Regions from separate parts of the Mus musculus genome. Here all the other regions are linked to region 1. Evidence: chromatin contacts called from public Hi-C and promoter capture Hi-C data. All regions are on one chromosome and are shown on one strand. Each heading gives the region's core, a stretch centred on a gene start, on an enhancer-like site or on the middle of the called end of the contact. The rest is flanking DNA. Distances are from core to core; before and after follow the strand shown. Region 1 holds the start of Tram2 (translocating chain-associating membrane protein 2). Region 2 overlaps Paqr8 (progestin and adipoQ receptor family member VIII). Region 3 has its middle 16 kb from the start of Khdc1a. Region 4 holds the start of Paqr8 (progestin and adipoQ receptor family member VIII).

Region 1 (3,066 bases), core at 28-2,527:
AATGGTGCACCTTCTTACTACCCTGTAGAATGCAGATCAGGAAACTTACACAGAAGAGAGGATAGGAATGAGTGTTCTCAAGACCAGGCGACCCAAGCCATGGGACTGTCACCTATTACCTATGGTGCTCTGGAGACAATATATACTATAGTAAGTCCTTCCCACTTTTCAATATCACCGTTTTGCAGCACTCTGGAGTAGGGACCTCGGATTCTGACCCCTTAGTGGTTTACACAGACAGCTCTGAGGCCTACACCAGCACAGTGCTGAATCCAGGATCCCTTTCTCTGTTCCCACCCCACATCCCTGCAGCGACTAGGAAATCACCTTTCACAGAGAGTATCCCTCTACTGGCTCCTGCAAAGGGGATGAGGCTCTGGGTCCAGTTCACACAGATCTACAGGAACAGTTCAAAGTGCCAAAGGATATCTTAAAACTAGCCCTTTAGGTCATATTTAAAGAGAGGTTGGTAGCAGAAGGTCCCTCTGGGATGGAGCCAGGGCCACATGTGAACACCTGGAGCAAGCTCCAGAGGTTAGGATGAAGAACTTCCAGAAAGCCACAAGAGAGGTGGAGAGGGTTAGGGTCCCTTCCACTAGAAAAGCCTAGAAGATCTGGAGGCCCCCACTAGAGAGAAGGAGGGGGGATTGTGCAATTACAGCTGGTCTAGGAGTTTCCCACATTGGCACCAAGTCGCCAGAAAGGAAACCCCAACCATAGGGCCAGGAAGGCAGCTCTGCAATTGGTTCGAGGCCAGGTATGGGTTTCTGAGATTCAGATAGAGTTGTAGGATGTGGTGGGTGTCCAAGGGGGGCGACAGAGCATGGCACGGCCCGCACAGCTAGGAGTTAGGGGTGCTGTCTGGACTCTCTTAGGTCCAGGCCAGAGTGGATACAGTGCACAAAGCCAGAGGTGCAGATAACGTGCGGGACATCCCAGCCGGGCGCGCTCCAGCCCAGATGAGGTCCGGGAATCCCTGTCTGCGCCTCGGAGGACGGGAGTTAGGACCGCCAACCCCTGCAGCACCCCCTCCCCGCTCTACTCACCTCGAACATAAGCCCGATGAGGACGCAGAGCACCAAGCAGAAACCGATGTCTGCATGGTTGTGGATGATGAACTCCTGGCTGAAGAGCGGGTAACTTTTCGTCCTCCTACGGAAAGCCATGGCAGCGGGCGTTCACCGCCTGCGGGGGCCCGCACCCTCGCTCAGCAGCCCCAGCGAAAACTTCTCCGGCCCGGCCCGGTCCGCACGCCAGCCCCGCAGCCCAGCGCGGAACAACTTCGGGCCCCGCCCCCTTCCTCTGCCCGCCCCGCCCCGGCCTGCCGCCCGGAACCGCCCCCGGCCACAGCCCTCGCCCCGCAGCGGCTGCACAGGCGCGGGCCTCTAGCCACACCCCCTTCCTCCGTCCGCCCCGCCCCCAGGCCGCAAAGGCGCGCGCCTCTGGCCACACCCCCTTCCTCCATCCGCCCCGCCCTCAAGCCCTTTGGCCAGCGCCACCGGCCACGCCTCCTGGGCGAGCCCGGCGCGCCTAACCCTTGTGCCGCGCTCGCTACCGGTGCTTGCGGCTTCCACCGGGGGTACACTCTTCCGTGAACCTCGCTGAGACGCGGGAATGGAAGCCCTGTCCTCCGGCTTTGAGAGGAAGCGGCTCCCGAGCTGCTGGACAGGAAGTGGGCCGGGATCCCACTCCTAGCGCCCAGCTTCTTCCTCTGCAGGAAGGGCCCGGGGCGGGAAGCTTCGTGCCGGCCTGTGGACTGGCCCCAGCCCTGCGCTGGATCTTAAATGAATGCATGGCTACTCCTGTGTCTGAAGGATTGCACAGTGTAGGTTCAACCTCTCAGAACCTTCAGCAGCTACCCCAAGGCCTTGCCTTAGTAGAGCCTACTTTGCAAGGGCGTGCAGGTACCCCGCGTTTTACTCCTTCACTTAAAAGGCCAGGTACTGCCCAGAATTGGTTTTTCAGGGCTCACTACCTTCAATATTAATTGATCAGAAGTGGAAGAATAAACACTGAAGAAATAAAAAAAAAAAAAAAAAAAAAAAAAGATCCTCACCCAACGTTTCCATTTAATATTAAGTTTCAAAATTACTTCCGGAAGGACAAAAGGTCTTTTAAAATAAATTATACTAGCAAATATTGGATTTAATCCTGCCAGTAATGAAGGAACAAATAATCGCTTCTAAATGTACAGAAATGCAAAATGAACAGAGGACTGTTTAATTTCTTTTCTTTTTTTAAAATTAGTTTCACGGTTACGAGTTTGCAAAAATAGCAGTCTGAAGGTAACTAGAACTGAATGAAGTTCCTTAAAGAAATTTATCTCCTGTATTCTAAACTGTGCACTATTTAACAGACAGCCCTAGGGCTTCTAACTCCACGGGCGGGGCGGGGGGCATTAATGCCTATATTGGACTAACCTTTGTTTAAAGTTAAGACCGGTGCGTGCGTGCGTGCGTGCACGTGCGTACAGTTTATGACATATAGGGGCTGCACATGCATGAGCTCACATATTTATGTATTTTCGCCCCAGTGACCTCCGGTGTCAGGCCTCACCTTCCACCTGGTTTGTTCCAAGGTCTCTCTTTGTGTTGACTTTTCCACTAGGTAGGCCAGGCTAGCTGCTCCTCTAGCTCCTCCCATCTCCCAGTAGAAATGCCCCTTGTGGCCAACTTTTACATGGGTTCTGCGGATTCCAAGTCAGGTCCTAGTATTTGCACAGCATGGACTATCACTCACTACGCTGTCTCCCCAATCAAGACTCTTCTGAAATTCGGACCTAGCCTTGTAAAGAACTCTGGAGCACCTTGACTCTCAATGTACAAATGTTCTAATGGTCAATGATTTGTGGGAATTTCCTTCGCATATGTAATGGTGTCAATCTAACGTTTAATACTTGAGGCCAAAATCCATGGGAAACAGTAGAACTCACCACCCCTCCCATTTATAAATAAAACAGTCGAAAAAGCAGAGATGTTTTAGACATTGCTCTTGCAGCTGATAGCTCTTCCCTTTGCAGAATAGTTGAACAATAAGACACAAGATTCTAAGATGTATGTTTGATGG
Region 2 (3,064 bases), core at 191-2,690, 170 kb before region 1:
TTTAAAATTCCATTTTAAATGTTCTCAAAATATTTAAAATGAAATTACTATTATCCAGAAATCCCACTTCAGGGTATGTGTGTACCAAAGGACTGGAAGCACGGTCCTGAGAAGATATTTATACACCACAGTCACAGCAACTTCACTCTCAATAGCCAAAAGGGTGGGATGACTCCTCTACTGACAGACAAACATGTAGACAAAGCGTGATGTACACACACAATGTTGACCCTCAAAGAAGTGTTGACACATACTACACACATGGCTGAAACCAGGGGACGTGGTGCCAAGTGAAATGTCACTTATAAGTAATACTATTCATTGAATCCCAATAAAAAGCTGAAATGTTCCTTTGGTAAGGATATAGAAAACTGGTTTTTTTTTTCCTTTTAATTTGTGTATGTGTGTCCATATCTCTGTCTCTGGAGCGTGTATGTGTACATATGGGTGTACTTGTCCTGAGAGGAGCATGCAGAGGCCCCACTTTGTGGGGGTCAGTTCTCTCCATGTGCTAAGGATTAAATTCAGGTTATTCGGTTTGGAGTCAAGTACCTTTGCCTTGACTTAATGTTCCCAGCAAACTACTTTTAAATATTGTTGGTTGAATTATAAATTGTCTCAATCATTTTTGGAAGACAGAATTGCAGTCATCGTAGTTTAAATGCATATAGTCCTAGCAATTAATCTTCCAGGATTTACTTCATAGATATATTAAAAAGTGTGCTAAGAAAAAAAAAAGAAAAAGAGATGTCACTTATAAAAAGATTTTGAGTCCGTGAATATGAAGTCCCAAAAACAGTACATAAAACAAAAAAATAGTTTCCAGGGGCCAGAGAGAAGAGAGGAGGGAGGCCTGAGCAGGAGATAATGGGCTTTGTTTTGCAGGAGAGAAAGAGTTGTGGTTTAGACAAATGAGTGTGCTTAACTACATTCTGAGAAGGGAAGAGATGGGACACTGAAATCAGCGGTGCATGTCTGTGATGTCAGGGCTTAGCAGCCCGTGTGGGAGTTTTGAGGTCATCTGGGCTAAATAATGAGACTCTGGAAGAAGAATAAGGAACAAGGTTGAGAGAAAAAGACAGAAGAGGAGGAGGAAGAGGAGAGGAGTGGGAGGGAGAGGAGAAGGGGAGGAGGAGGAGGAAGAAAAGATGAGGAGGAGGACAGGATGAAGACAAAGAGGTTAAGCTGGTAAATTTTGTGTACTTGAACACACAGAGGGAAAGTAATACATTAAGCTACAAGGAGTAAATCTGAAATGAAACGGGGCAGAGTGTGGTGCCTGGTGGAGCGCCAAGCAGCTTTAAATCAGGAGGGAGGCTGGGTTTAAATCAGGAGGGAGGCTGGGTAGCTCCTCGAGAAGCGGAGGCCTGAGGAAGGCCTGAGAGGGCTTGTTTATCTCCTGGCAGCCATGGTGATCTTAATCTAAGACTAAATCTTCCAGGGCCCGTGGGCGTGGGCGCGGGCGCGGGCGCTGTGGCAAAGAGCAGACAACGTTCAGGCAGTGTCACTGGGAGGTTGCTGAGGTTGAAGCTGGGGTTGGCCACTTTTCAGCTTGGTTAGAAAGACAATCCAGGCGCTCAGGTGGCACCTGCACTGGCTTTAATGAGATGTCACCTGAGACCACAGGTCAGGTGACTGCAATGATAAATGCTTGTGACCCTTTCTAAAGTTGAACTGGAGCCTAGAAGCAAAAAAAAAAAAAAAAAAAAAAAAAAAAACAAAACAAAAAAAAACCCCCAGAGGTGTGATTTTTCTTTGTTTCTTTCTTTTTATCTTGGTTTTTCAGGTTGTTATTGAGCCTGGGGAGGCTTGGCTTCCTGGGAGCTGAGAAAACATTCATTTTCAGTATGAATTGTAAGTCCCTCATAACCTTGGGATTTGCAAAGCTTCGTCTGACCTTCTATCACCATCTAAGTAAGGAGGGAGCTCAGATAGTCTTATTTCAGGTACTCTTTACCTGATATATCATGTGACATGGAACGAGGAGCCGCCTAGAAAACTCTGTGACCTGGTTGTGTTTTATGGTGAACTTAGGAGACCAGTGTAAATGGTATCAACTTACCACTGTTTAAGACAACACTTTGTACTTATGACGAAATTAGGAAGAGACCGGCACCCTTTCTTTGCAGTCTTCAACTGATTCCCACAACTCAGTTTTGATATCACTTTTCTAGATGTGATAAGAAAATGGTAGGCTCAGCTTGAATCTCTGCTCTGCAATCAGGAAGATTTCCGGGCCACCACATTCTGACCCTGAGGAGGTTCACACGAGGGGCGGCCAATGACTTTGCCTCTCCCACAATCCTGCTCTCTAGACAGGGGTTCTGAAACTGCACTGCAGGGATGGGGAGGGGTAGAAACAGGCTCTTTCAGCATGTGTCCTTTCCACACTATGACGGTCATAGTTGGAAAAATATATTCCACCAACCTTGAAAATGGTCCCTACTCCAGTTTTTGGTAACCAGTCTACCTAATGTTTGACTTCCTTTAGTTTATAAACAAAATTCTTTCCTCTCTTCCTCTCACCTTCAACCTGTTCCTTCCTTTCTTCCTCTCATGCCTTCCTTCCTCCCTTCCCCTTCCCTTCCCTTCCTCCTTCCCTTCTCTTCCTCTCTCTCTCTTTCTTTCTTTCTTTCTTTCTTTCTTTCTTTCTTTCTTTCTCTCTCTCTCTTTTTCTTTCTTCCTTTCTTTCTTTCTTCCTTTTACTTTTTATTGGTTCTTTATGAATGTCACATCCTGCATCCCGATCCCATTCATCTCCCCATCCCCTCCTCTTCTCTCCACCCTTTCAACCTCCCTCACAACAGAGACATAAACATTTCCTGTGGAAGCTATAGTGTGTCACAGTATATCCCACACTTTTACCTTTTGCCCACACTTCTTTGCTTGCAAATGTTCATTACGATGAGTCTGGTATAAGGCCTCTGGCTTCTGCTACTTTATCACTGCTGGAAGCTCACTGGGACTCCGCTTGGATACCCTGTTGCTGCCCTGTGTCATGGAGATCCCATAGGTTTGAATCTGTAGGACCAGCCTCTTTATGGATTCCAGCAGTTCCTTGATG
Region 3 (2,958 bases), core at 183-2,682, 250 kb after region 1:
TGTATAGCCCTGGCTATTCTGGAACTCACTCTGTAGACCAGGCTAGCCTCCAACCCAGAGATACACCTGCTTCTGCATCCCGAATACTATGTGCTACCACCATGCAGACATGAATTTTCTAATATTAGCTCTCTGGTACTGAGAGAGGTAGAACAACTGGATATATTCTTCTGGGTGACTAAATCTAGGGACTTACTTATACTAGTCAAGGGTTGTGTCACTGAGCTACACCCTAGCCCTTACATATATATCTTAATTGAGTTTTGTTTTTTTTTTTTTCTGAGCAAATGTTTAGAAATTAAAGTAATAAAATTTTACTTTTTTTTCTTTCATGATGTTATACAATAAAATATTAGTTATCTACAGTTCATTCTTTTTTTTTTTTTTTTGAAAAAAGTTGGGAACTAGAGAGATGGCTCAGCAGTTAAGGCCCCTAGCTGCTCTCCTCAAGGACCCTGGTTTGATTCCCAGCACCCACCCACATTGCAGCTCACAAACATCTGTGACTCCAGCACCAGGAGACCCAATGTCCTCTTCTGGCTTCCTGGAACACTGTAACATGGGGTAACAGACATACACTCAAGCAAAACACACATATGGATACTGTGGTATTAGTATTTTAATAAATCCCGGTGAGGGGTTACTACCCACCTCAATGGTTGATGTTCCTGGATGAAAGACACACACACACACACACACACACACACACACACACAGCCTTTATATTTAATATGCCTTAAGCTGCACAATAGCTAACCTCCAGTTGTTAGAATCTTCTTCTATCCATAACCCCATTGTTTCTTACTAATTTCTATGTTCCCTCTGGGCCACGTTTTCTTGTCTCACAGCCCAGGATGCTCTCCTTGCTTTTTTATCCCATGGCATCTCTTGTCTCTACCCTGCACACTCCTAAGGCATGGCATCTCTCTCCTCTCCTGCTTCCTAGCAGCCCCAAGATCCCAAGCCCAGGAACCCTAAGTCCTCGCTCTCTCTCTCCTCCCCAACTATTGGCAGCTCGTATCTTTATTTACCAATCAGAATTAACTGGGGGCAGGTGCGTAGAAGCTATGTGCAGACTCTCTCGTTGTAAACAATTTTGGGGTGGGGGTGGGGCGAAATTATCATCAAAATACAAGCAGCTACAGCATACAATACAAATAAATCTTAAGAAAATTAACAGTTTGGTAAAACTATGTCCCGACCCGCAGGACTCAGTTATTCTGGGGGCGGAGGGGTCCGAGGGGGACCATGCCTGAAAGAGAAACGGGCGAGAAAGAAGGAGCGAGACTAAGCAATGATTGTCAAGGTCTGTTTATTGTGAGCAAGGTTACAGAATATAAGAAAGAAGGAGGAAGTAAAGAGGGAGAAACCTGCGGGAGCCTCAGCCCGGGGGCGGGGGTGGTTCTACATAACTGCCTGGGAATACACTATCTACTCTTAGCTCAGGGGACATTCTGTGGTTTTTCTCGGAAAGTTTGCAGAGACTATTATCTGATCTTGATGTTCTGTCAGCTGTCATTTCAAAAGGTCAGAAGTTTCTCAAGAAGGGAGGGGAACTTTGGCTCACAGTACAATATCCATCCCCAACAAAACTAGTTATAAAAATCAAGAATTGACAAAACAAAACAAACAAACAAAAAGCCGGGCGTGGAGGCACACAGCTTTTATCCCAGCACTTGGGAGGCAGAAGCAAGCGGATTTTTGAGTTCGAGGCCAGCCTGGTCTACAAAGTGAGTTCCGGGATAGCCAGGGCTACACAGAGAAACCCTGTCTCGAAAAAAAAAAAGTAAAAATAAGAAGTATGTAAAGGAGACAAAAATCAAGTGTGCTTAAACTTCAAGTACCAGGAAACCCTGGTCAAACTAGGCATACAAGAGGTCCAGGCACAACTTGTCAAGGGCTCAAATTCAATCTCTGTATGTCTCCTCCCTCTTCAGTCTGGTAACACAATACTCGTGTTGCTGCCCAAATCATACTGGGTCCTAGCCCCCAGGAGAAGAGTTGAGATTCGTTCCTGGTTCTCTTCTCAGAAGGGAGAAAAAACATTTTCTAGAAATGCCCAAATTTTCCTTAATTGTTAAACTGATGCCATTTCTTTAACCAATCGCTGGCAAGAATGATGGGATTGTCTCTGTCAGTGTACACCAATCAGCTGGAGTCGTGCTAGCCAAGACCAACTAGGTTCTTGCCTTCTACAAGGTTCTTGCCTTCTGTATTGGAGGTCCTCTGGGTATTTTTAACTTCCAAATGTCAGCCAGTACCTGGTGACAGTGGTGTAGTTCTCCAATTGTTTATTTGTTAGGGAATAAGAGTCTGCAGACTCTAATGTAGAGTACAATAGAAACTATATTCTCATACAAATTCGCTTCCCTATTTTCTTTTTAAGATTTATTTATTTATTTAATTGCATACACTGTAGCTGTCTTCAGACATACCAGAAGAGGGCATCTAATCTCATTATGGATGGTTGTGAGCCACCATGTGGTTGCTGGGATTTGAACTCAGGACCTCTGGAAGAGCAGTCAATGCTCTTAACCTCTGAGCCATCTCTCCAGCTCCGCTTCCCTATTTTCTGGTAGCAGAAAATTACTGACACATTTGGTCTCAGGTTGGTTGTTAAGAAATTGGCAGGGCTGGTGAGATGGCTCAGTGGGTAAGAGCACCCGACTGCTCTTCCGAAGGTTCAGAGTTCAAATCCCAGCAACCACATGGTGGCTCACAACCATCCCTAATGAAATCTGATGCCCTCTTCTGGAGTGTCTGAAGACAGCTACAGTGTACTTACATATAATCAATAAATAAATCTTTAAAAAAAAAAAAAAAAAGAAATTGGCAATCATGCCAGGTGTGGTGGCACACGCCTTTAATCCTAGCACTCGGGAGGCAGAGGCAGGTAGATCTCTGAGTTTGAGAGCAGCCTGGTCTACAGAGTGAGTTCCAGGACAGCCAGGGCTACAC
Region 4 (2,850 bases), core at 154-2,653, 190 kb before region 1:
AGAACAGAAGGAGACGCACTTCATGTACTCTATGGTTACTGATGTGGCTCACATCAGCTGACATGAACCTTAGGGTAGACCCTCAGATTTGGGGACTTTTAATATTGTTTCTAGTTTAGGTCTGAGTAGAAATGTATGTGTGGGGGCGGGGCAGAGGGTGGCAGGGGTTCCTTCCTCTTATAGTATCACTTTATGGCTGAGGTCTCTGGCTAAAATAAGAAATATTGGCTAATATGGACGGCCACAGCTTCCCAGGATACAAGGGCAGCCTGGACATCTTCAAGCTAAGGCAGCAGGTGCATCCCAGAGCCTCCTGAGCTTTCGCACGCACCTTTGCACACCGGGTCACTGTCCTGTGGGGAAAGCCCTGCACTGAGACAGGTCCCTGGACTCTCTCGGGGTCCGAATCTGCTTCAGCCTGCCCATAACATCCCAGAATCCAAACATCTTCATTTACGGAGTGAACGAAATCCCACTGTATGAACAGTTCACTTTGCTTCCAGATATTTTGCTGAAGATACACCAAATAACAGATTTTTAAATACTGGGAATGGTAAAAACATGGTTAGATTCTTCCCTGGAACAGGGTGGGTTTAAATGAAAAGAGCCCAAACTCAGTCCAGAACTGTCTCAGAACAGTAGGAAAGATGGGCCTTCTTCGTACAGGCGAGCTGACACAGGCCATCTTCCCGGGATCTGACCTTTCCATTCCCTTTCTTCTGAACGATGCTGGCAGCTTTTCAGCAGCAAAGCCAATTCAATTTGTTAACTGATGGTCCTACTTCCTAAATGGATTGAAAAAAAAAATTATGGTGCATACAGGGTGTATTGTGGGTGAAGAACAACTGCAGTCACTGCGGGCAGACTTAGTGAATGGAGGTTACATGGGGGTGGGGTGGGGCGGGTAGAGGGGTCTGCTTGGCACAGCATACGTGTGTCCAGTGACATGCATGATGCACTCACACATGCAACCGCAGCAGAAGTATGAGTCTTGCACGGGGATGTGAAAATGTGTCCGCAGGGCCTTCATGGGATGCACAGCGTGATTTCCTGGGCATTATACCGAGTTCACCCTAGAGCAATGAGAGGAAAGAAGGCCAGGATTGGAAATGGCAGATGAAGTTTTTTTATCCACCCCCCCCCCCCCAAGGGATTTAGGAAATGGTTTTGGGAAAGAACACAGAGCGCAAACCGCATCCCTGGCTGTCTCAAGCCCCCGAGGGGTTTGCAATTAAGAAGGTCTGGGGGTGGGTGCGAGGGTCTAAAGGTGGGTGGAAGGATGGAAGGAAGCGGCGTCAGTCAACTTCCTCGGCTGGGCTGCGGTGGCTGTAGCAGCAGAGTGTGCACCGGGCTGGGCAGCCCTCCCCTGGGCCGGGAAAGGGCGGAGCTGGGCGTCGCCATCCGGGTTGTCCCCTCCTCCCGGCCGCTCTCGGGTGCAGAGCCCTCGGCGGTCGGGGAGGCTCAGAAAGAGCTCTCCCGGAGCTGGAGTCGGGAGTGCGGCTGGCGGAGCTGGGCTGCAGGAGCTCGGCCGCGCTGGTGTTCGTAAGTCCCGACTGTGGGGGTGGGGGTCGGGCAGGGTGCAGGTCTCCACTGAGATGCTGGGGAGTCTCTGCCAGAGCCGGGAGGCGGGGACGTCAGGATTTCGGCGTAGAGGAGCGCCTGACCCGACCTGTAGGGAGGATGTAGACCCTCATTGCCAGGTGCCCGGAACCTAGCGGCCCGAGCTGGGACCCAATGTTAGAGTTTTAATATCGGCTTTCAGAATGCACAGCAGACAGTCCAAACCGTGGAGTTGGGGAACTGCAGAGCCCTGAAGGGCTAGGAAATCCGGACTGCGATGGTGAGGAGCCTGGGGAGCGGGGATTTGAAGTAGATGTCACGACCGTGAATTGAGGGTGTCTGAGCCCAGAGAACCGGAGAGGAAGGATGTAAAGGAGGAGTAGTCCTGTGCGCATTCTTGGGGCGCCCTCCACAGGGCAGAGGGGAACGGAATCCCGGAGGGGAATGCCGAGTAGAGGAAGAACAGGGCGGAAGGGGGTGCCCAAGAGAGGGGAACCCCCCTCCCGGAAAGAGTAAGGTGAGAGAGGCATGAACTTCTTGAGGAAGATGGAGCGGGATTCTCCAAGGAGACACCGCAGAGAGTTGTGCTGATAGCTGTAGGTTTCAGATTTAGAGGCTATGGTAGACCGAGCGGTGGGAAAGCACAAAGGGGCGGAGGTGGCCGGCGGGACAGTGCTGGGAGTATATCAGCCAGTTGAGAATGCTGTCCTTTCAGTGGAGGTGGCCGTGGACACCTCAAGAGGGTATTCCCTTGACAGCAGATTGAGGAACCCTAGACAGGACAAGTGAGGACCCAGCAGCGTTCGCGAGTCTAGGAGTACTGGGGGACCTATGAAAGGGTGATCAGTTGCCAAGAGCAAGGAAGCAGCCAACTGCCTCAACTCTCTGAGTAGTTATAGGTACCCAGGAATACTAGAGAGACCCTTGGTCCTGGTGAGCACTTTGTCTTGCGTACGTTGCACCTCATATTTCTGACCTGGGTTAGAAATGGTTTTGCTTGGGGGTGCGACGAGGAGAGACTAAGGTGAAAGGAATGGTCTTCAAGTGAGATTTCCGATACACACGGGATATCTACCTTTTGCGCTTTGGGCAGAGCACGTATGATGTAGGTGTGTGTAGAGTTACAATCCGTAGGTCCTATTTGTTCTTGTCCAGTGAGAGACAGCTTCTGAGGGACGTCAACAAGCACACAGCATGCCACAGGCAAACTTTAGTGTTCCAGTGTCCCGTACTCCGTGTTTGCATTAGTGAAGGTTTGTCTCCCGCAGCTAGTAAAAAGTCACCTTTACA

What was found. Promoter capture Hi-C pulls out the DNA fragments that hold promoters and counts their contacts. Hi-C and Micro-C count contacts between places; a contact is called where the count stands out from the background. Capture Hi-C pulls out chosen DNA fragments and counts their contacts.
Region 2: a contact with region 1 is called in a promoter capture Hi-C map of the HPC-7 cell line. The contact joins the enhancer-like site here to the promoter of Tram2 in region 1. A contact is called at or near these places in 5 of 39 promoter capture datasets (the HPC-7 cell line, HPC-7-derived erythroid cells, cranial neural crest and 1 more), 1 of 115 datasets of contacts at active chromatin or transcription factors (memory CD8 T cells) and 3 of 9 other capture datasets (adipose tissue, liver and pancreatic islet).
Region 3: a contact with region 1 is called in a Hi-C map of regulatory T cells, with 3 times the contacts expected there. The contact joins the enhancer-like site here to the promoter of Tram2 in region 1. A contact is called at or near these places in 1 of 39 promoter capture datasets (liver), 3 of 484 Hi-C or Micro-C datasets (the G1E-ER4 cell line and regulatory T cells) and 1 of 115 datasets of contacts at active chromatin or transcription factors (thymic regulatory T cells).
Region 4: a contact with region 1 is called in a promoter capture Hi-C map of liver. The contact joins the promoter of Paqr8 here to the promoter of Tram2 in region 1. A contact is called at or near these places in 7 of 39 promoter capture datasets (the HPC-7 cell line, HPC-7-derived erythroid cells, cranial neural crest and 4 more), 4 of 484 Hi-C or Micro-C datasets (LSK cells, embryonic stem cells and stem cell-derived neurons), 1 of 115 datasets of contacts at active chromatin or transcription factors (memory CD8 T cells) and 3 of 9 other capture datasets (adipose tissue, liver and pancreatic islet).

What each region holds. Positions count from the first base shown.
Region 1 is chr1:21,077,948-21,081,013 of GRCm38.p6, forward strand. Tram2 (translocating chain-associating membrane protein 2) reads right to left here and starts at 1,278. Exons shown (of 11, transcript NM_177409.3): 1 at 1,047-1,278. The coding sequence starts at 1,166.
Region 2 is chr1:20,911,336-20,914,399 of GRCm38.p6, forward strand. The region is part of intron 1 of Paqr8 (progestin and adipoQ receptor family member VIII); the gene reads left to right. Among named protein-coding and RNA genes, the nearest start is that of Gm24171, 2.7 kb to the right of the region's middle. Within about 2 kb of position 1,441, at least 63 of the 459 cell types and tissues checked have an H3K27ac peak or open chromatin away from gene starts, as enhancers often do. A contact at or near this core is called in the HPC-7 cell line and memory CD8 T cells, where this site is marked.
Region 3 is chr1:21,332,354-21,335,311 of GRCm38.p6, forward strand. It overlaps the pseudogene Gm21909. Among named protein-coding and RNA genes, the nearest start is that of Khdc1a, 16 kb to the right of the region's middle. Within about 2 kb of position 1,433, at least 65 of the 459 cell types and tissues checked have an H3K27ac peak or open chromatin away from gene starts, as enhancers often do. A contact at or near this core is called in the G1E-ER4 cell line, regulatory T cells and thymic regulatory T cells, where this site is marked.
Region 4 is chr1:20,889,145-20,891,994 of GRCm38.p6, forward strand. It overlaps Paqr8 (progestin and adipoQ receptor family member VIII), which reads left to right and starts at 1,404. Exons shown (of 3, transcript NM_028829.4): 1 at 1,404-1,542. It overlaps 6720483E21Rik (RIKEN cDNA 6720483E21 gene), which reads right to left and starts at 1,329. Exons shown (of 4, transcript NR_040492.1): 1 at 964-1,329; 2 at 702-785; 3 at 332-511.